2 separate regions of the Mus musculus genome follow, and region 1 is linked to region 2. The links are chromatin contacts, called in public Micro-C maps. All regions are on one chromosome and are shown on one strand. The core of a region is the stretch at or near the end of the contact, and the rest is flanking DNA. Distances in the headings are between cores, read along the strand shown. Region 1 overlaps Gm32543 (a long non-coding RNA gene). Region 2 has its middle 250 kb from the start of Gm32656.

Evidence for each region. A called contact is a pair of places that touch in the nucleus more often than the background predicts.
Region 1: a contact with region 2 is called in a Micro-C map of granulosa cells, with 6 times the contacts expected there. The contact joins two enhancer-like sites. A contact is called at or near these places in 4 of 484 Hi-C or Micro-C datasets (the C10 cell line, Sertoli cells, granulosa cells and 1 more).

What each region holds. Positions count from the first base shown.
Region 1 is chr10:17,555,191-17,558,174 of GRCm38.p6, reverse strand. All of the region lies in intron 3 of Gm32543 (a long non-coding RNA gene), which reads left to right. Among named protein-coding and RNA genes, the nearest start is that of Gm32656, 100 kb to the left of the region's middle. Within about 2 kb of position 1,569, at least 11 of the 459 cell types and tissues checked have an H3K27ac peak or open chromatin away from gene starts, as enhancers often do. A contact at or near this core is called in granulosa cells, where this site is marked.
Region 2 is chr10:17,409,286-17,412,686 of GRCm38.p6, reverse strand. No RefSeq gene overlaps it. Among named protein-coding and RNA genes, the nearest start is that of Gm32656, 250 kb to the left of the region's middle. Within about 2 kb of position 1,301, at least 22 of the 459 cell types and tissues checked have an H3K27ac peak or open chromatin away from gene starts, as enhancers often do. A contact at or near this core is called in granulosa cells, where this site is marked.

The sequences.
Region 1 (2,984 bases), core at 320-2,819, 150 kb before region 2:
GGAGGGGGAAAGACTGACTGAGATGATGAAAGATGACATCAGAGTGTATCTCCAGAAAAAAACAGATCAACACAATAGGGAGTTCCCTGGCTGCCACCTTTCAAATCACACAACAACAGGTGTACATTTAAATGAAAATTGATGGGGGTGTTGGTAGGGATGGGTTGCTATCACTAGGAATATTTTCTTTCCCATATCTGGGTTCTCAGCCTCTTAGTGCTAGAACAAAGTTATGCTTTTAACTATTGCTTCTTGATCAAAGATCTTTTCCAAAGAACATCGTAAACACTAGTAATTTAAATGCTGTTAGCCTAGGGAGTACAACCTCCAAAGGTGACATCTTTTTGAAAAGTCTATTGATTGTCAGTGATGCCCGTAGAATCTGATGAAGTTTTGCTAAACCTTTTTCCGGAGAAGCTTTTTCGAAGGGCCAAGTTGCATAGCTCATCTAGGAAGTTTCCTGCAATGTGTGCACTCCACGTGTCCCTTATGGACAGAGGACGCTCACTGGAGCACTCCTCTCAGGATGATATGCCTGGTCTGGAGAAACGTTATGTAGAAAAGATGTTTCTTTCACAGACGGCTCTGAAACACTGCCGACTATCTAGAGACTCACAAAACTCTGAACATTGCTTTCTAGAGTTGGGTTGTAGAGGGCATGCTTCTCCTTCTCTCCTCACCTCTCTCTGCTCTGTGGCTGATGTAACTAGTTCCTCTACAGTTTTCTTCAAAGGACTGGGTGAAAGGGCTTGAGAACCACCTCTGTTTAAAGGCTGTATAATCCACCTTTCTAGAAGGATATTCTGAGGCACTGTAAAACACCCCATCCCAAATAAAGAAAAGCTTTGGGTTCCATGTTTATGGCTTTCTTCTCCTCCCTCCCTCCCTTTCTCTCATCCTTTCTTACTCTCAGTTTCCTTACCTACTATCATGTTGCTTTCTGGTTGTTCTGTGTTTATTTCTCTAAATCGGATGATATCTACCACACCCACAGACACCTCTGTCTGCATTTTCCTGTCCTTACCATCAAGTGGGAAACTGGATAAGTGCCAATACTTGATTATTGAATGACAAATCATTTCCATATTGTGAATCTTTGATTTTTCAAGAATCACATCTCTGGAAGTAGGATATGACTCTGAGTCATCTCAGATAATTTTATGTGTAGTGGAGCCAATATTGTGGTTCAAGTAAGACTAGACTATCAACTAGGGTTAGATGTGAAACTTACATACTGTAAATTTATTGATTGGACATACCAATATGGTCAAAGAAAGTACTGGAAAGATGAAGACTATTAAAAGAGAGGCACAAGGCTTGCTTTCTGGGAAGGCATGCCAGTGTAATAGCATTGACTGCTGCTCTTAGGAGGGCCAGATTTGGGTTAATGCCATACTGTTGCTACTTTGAAATTCATGATGTTTTCTTTGAACAAAAGATCTGTGTTTTCATTTGGCCCTGGTCTTGTGAGTGAAGTGGCTGGTCCTGAGATCTCATAAGACAGTGGGAGCCACGAGGGCCAAGGTCAGAGACACTGCACAGAATGTCTATATACAGAAGGTCATTAGAGACAGCCTTGGCTGTCAGTAGAACTAATCTGATCCGGTTGGGCTGAGCTTCTGTCATGACGCAGGCAGCTCCTCAAGGCTGGAGAAAACTGACCTTGGACTGGGAATGGAAAGCCTTCTGGGGAAGAGTTTTCAGGGAGCAAATCAAGTAGGATCGTTCCCCTCTGAGGCCATGGGAGAGAAGAGGCTGACTTACAGGGCCAGAAGGCTGGGACATCTTGGAAGCACGAAGACATACATTCCAGTTCAGAGTAGCATAACCTGAAGGACAGGAAAAGAGTCTTCAGGCATTTCTAGTCTTGTCCTTAATTAGGGCCTCCAAAGGACAGTCAGAGGAATTCCTGTGAAGTCATACACAGGGGACAAACATTTTAACCCCGGTTGGAGTATAATTTAAAATCGACAAAACCTTACCCTGTTTCCCCAGTAGACTTGTAGATGAAAAGGGAGTCAATTATATACCGAGGACAGTGACTAGGACTACCTCAAATTACTTCTTCTTCTTTTTTTTTTTTTGACAACTTTCATAGGTTTGCCTGTTCTTCTTTACATCTGACTCCCTGCAATATCTTTAAAACCAGATTGGCCTGCACGCTTCTGAAGTGTAGAGGGAAATGGGGGAGGTGGCAAACATATATTGTACCTTAATGGTGACCATGGGAAAATGCCTGCCTTGGGGAGAAAAAAAATTACAAAATGCAGATTTAAGAAAGAAAAGAGTCTCTTCCTTCTTTCTTTCTTTCTTTCTTTCTTTCTTTCTTTCTTTCTTTCTTTCTTTCTTTCTTTCTTTCTCTTTCCTTCCTTCCTTCCTTCCTTCCTTCCTTCCTTCCTTCCTTCCTTCCTTCCTTCCTTTCTTTCTTTCTTTCTTTCTTTCTTTCTTTCTTTCTTCCCTTTTTATTTTTCTCTTTTTTCGTTTGGTTTGTTCTTGAGACACAGTTTCTCTATGTATCCCTGGCTGTCCTGGAATTTGCTCTGTATTAAGGCTGGCCTTAAACTTAGACCTACTTGCCTCTGCCTACTGAAAGTGCTGGTTTTAAAGGTCTGTGACAACACAGTCTGGCTGGGATTCTTTTTAATTTTGATTCTGTTTAATTTCTGGCTAGTCCAGAGAAGGAAAAAGTGTTCTTGGGTGGTAAAGTGACTTCCAAATAGTCCCTAAGAATGCTTTGAGGGTCTTTGAAATATCTGGGAGGGACAAGAGGAAATCCGAGTGTACTGTCTCCCAGAGGGTTGTTTATGTGTGTTCTAGGAGGTGCTTTTATACTACCTCTGATGTATCTAAAACTGATTAACTTGCCAAATGATGGAGCCATGTTGCCCTAATCAATCAAACAGAAACAGTGCTTTCTAGTGAAGTGTCCACCTTGGTGTTTTGGGTGAAGACGCTGCAGTTGAGCCCAGACATCCCCATTCCCT
Region 2 (3,401 bases), core at 52-2,551:
CTTGTTTATAATACTAACTATTACTATGTTTATGCTATGTCAGTAGTTGTTACACTCTATGGTCTAGCAGATACAAGGTGTCATCTGTACTGCAAACAGGGGGCATGAATTCTTAGCACCAATGGGTTCCTCCATTCTTTCTTCTTTCTAGACAATATCACCTTCCCTCTGCCACTTCCCACTCCCTCTACAAAGTACTTGCTTTCTTCTTTGCCTTCTGTGAACCTTTTCCTATTTTTAGGGAATCCACAAGTTCTGAGTGCAAGAAGTCAGAGTGGGGTCAAGGATGCATTCAGGTGATTTCAGAAACAAATGTGATTTCAGAAGCCAGCAGCACAGAGTGTGAGGCCACCTTTTTGAAGTGCCATGTGCAGGAACAAATAAAATGCAAAAAATAAAAAAAAACCAAAAATAAACACAAAATAAAAATAAAACAAAATAAAACACAATGATTCAGTATCTCCGTGTGTTAACCCAGAACTCTGAAGTGTAGATCGATGAGAAGGAAACATAAGAGTGGGTGATAGCTCATCAGATATCCTCAGTTTAACTGCAGAGTAATGCAAATCCAGTTGTCAATGAATGACAATTCTTCACAAATACTGTTTGAGCACATCAATTTATTTCTCTGGGCGAAGTTCCTTTAATGAATATTAACCAATACCTTCTTTATAATAAGAATCGGGAAGTTGGGTGTAGTAGTTTATGTCAGTCTAAGGCAGAGGGCTTACTGTGAGTTTGAGCCTAACCTGGGATATAGAATGAGACCTTGTCTCAAAAAACGAACATGAAAACTAAGCAAAAGTTAAAGAGAGATGAGGATTGTTGAAGCACTTCACAGGGCTCTCTAGTGGGTTTGGAGGGACTCCCATATCAGTGGTATCTTCCAGGCTTTTTGGAGTAGTTTCCTGGGAAAAATGTCAAATCTTTATTAAAATAGAGCACAGCTCTTAACTCAGGGCTATTTTATTTGTGTAGCTCTTGCTGGAAAATTCCTCTTGCCTAATGTTATCAAATGAACTGGCTAAAATCTAGAGAAAACTGCTCATAAAACTGATAAGAACCCTGCCTTAAACAGCTTCATTTGAACTTTATGCCAGTGCCCTTGAGAAAGTGGGTCTGTATGTTTATAATCTTCCAGTTGAACACAGTCCTGCGTGGTTGGGTAACATTTGACCTTGAAAGGTTGTTCTGAAAGTCATGTTTCTCCCTCTTGCTGGCCATGCTGTTATCTGTGCATCAGTGAACACATTATCATGGCAGCGCTTCAGGAATGTGCAGAATAGCTGAGGAGCCTGAATACCACAGCAGTTTTACGTCTGCTAGGCTGTTACTACCAGTCCACTGGATCCATTGCCCAGAAGTCTGCTGTACTGCACATGCAGGAGACATGAACTTCATGACTTGGTCACTTTCAAGGGCATCTCAAAGTGTTGGCCAACACGGCTAGATTGTGGAGAATCTCCTCTTGGAGTAAGTTAACTCCTTAAAAAAATGCTTATGCCCTTTGGCTCTTATTTTGGATTAGAAAAAATGAATTTTGAGATCTCAAAGAAGTACTCAAATTAGACAGTATAAATGTAGTCCAGTAAAATAGTAGTTAATGGCATTGATGATAAAGTCAGTCTTCAGTTTAAACTCTATCACTCATTAGGTATATGGACCTGAAGGCCATGATTTTTTTTTTTTTTTTTAATCTGACCTTTAGTTTCTTGCTGTTTGAGATGGGAAGAATCAGAGCTTGCTAGCGATGCATCCATCAATCATCTGGGGGTTTTTTATGTTTAAGAGGATGATGTAAGCCCTGTACTTGCTATACTAAAAAGCAAGGAGAATTTGGTGACTTCTCGATGTTAATATCCACTTTGTTCAACTTCAGAGTTGTTGAAAGTAACAATCATAGCTCATTGTTCTTTATATTTCTCTTGTGAAGAAGAATGCCATGGGCAGAAGAGGTCATCAAGAACTATCACTGAGCACCTGTTTGCTTTTGGAAGCATTTTGTCCTCAATTCTGTTCCACTAGTGATTCCTTTGAGGGGGACAGAATGAGACCTTTATTTTCTTTATATTTGGTGAGAAGTCACATAGTATAAAAAATAGTTTTAGTATTTTGCAGATTTTTGTGAGCATCTGAAAGTTGGTTCTATTTTTCATAAGAACTTTTGGCAACAGTGAAAAAGTACAAGAAATAAAAGAACAAAAGGAACTCAAATGCCTGCAGACAATGGAACATTCTCTAACCAATGTGCCAATGCTCTCTGTCCTTGTCCTAGTGAATATTAGCACTCTATGTCTCATAATAGTTTCTCTCTCTCTCTCTCTGTCTGTCTCTGTCTCTCTCTGTGTATGTGAGTGGACTGATAACTTCTAGATCATCCTTTCTTTCCAACTTCCTAATTATTAATATGATCTTGACTGAAATGGAGCTTGTTAAGCCCATAACCAAAGGTTTGGTGTCAATATTTATGATGTGGCTGGGAAACTCAGAAGGGAGTTGAAGAGAGGGTTATCTCAGTCTTACATGAGCCACAGAAACTCCATGGTTTCCATAGAGCACATATTTCTTTTTCACTGCCATTTTAGGTAAATAAGAAAGACTGCAAGGCTCTGTATATTTAGAGGCAGAAAAGGAGGCTCCCAAATTAAATGGATTCTTATTTTGGGGATAATTTTCTCAGTTACCCTAAATTTCTTACCATATAGGAGTGTCCGAGACCCTCTGGTCATTGTGGAATATAATCTGATAATCTGATGATTTATAAAGAATAAGTTTATTTACTTTATAGAATTGAACTAAATGTACATACATTATACTACCAATGACTCTGAAGAAGATCTGACCTTTAAGAAAGAGAAGGAGGAGGAGGAGGAAGAGGAGGAGGAGGGGGGGGGAGCAGTGGTTAAGAGCACTTATTCTTGCAGAAGACTTAGGTTTGATTCCCAAAATCTACATAGTGACTTATAATTGGAATTCCAGTTTCAGGATATCTGACTCCCTCTTCTGATCTCCCTAGACCAGGCACATGGTACACATAAACACATGGAGGGAAAACACTCATATACATAAAATGAAATAAATGAATCTTAAAAGAAGAAATAAGATCGATACTAGATTGAAAAGTTATTTTTAGAATATTTTTAAACTTAGAGGGAAGATGTAAAGGCTGTCTATAGAGTTCTAATGAACTCTGTAGTTACTTTTGCTTAATGCTAACCTCCTGCATAAATACTGTGTCAAAACTAATGGACTAACTCTAGCTTATTACAATTACTAAATCCACCCCTTATGCCAGTTCTCTCCCATGTACCTTTGCATTGTGACTCTTATCACATGGATGATATCTTTTAAAGTTGGCTTTCTACCAGATGCATCCATTTTATGATTTCATGTTATTTTCA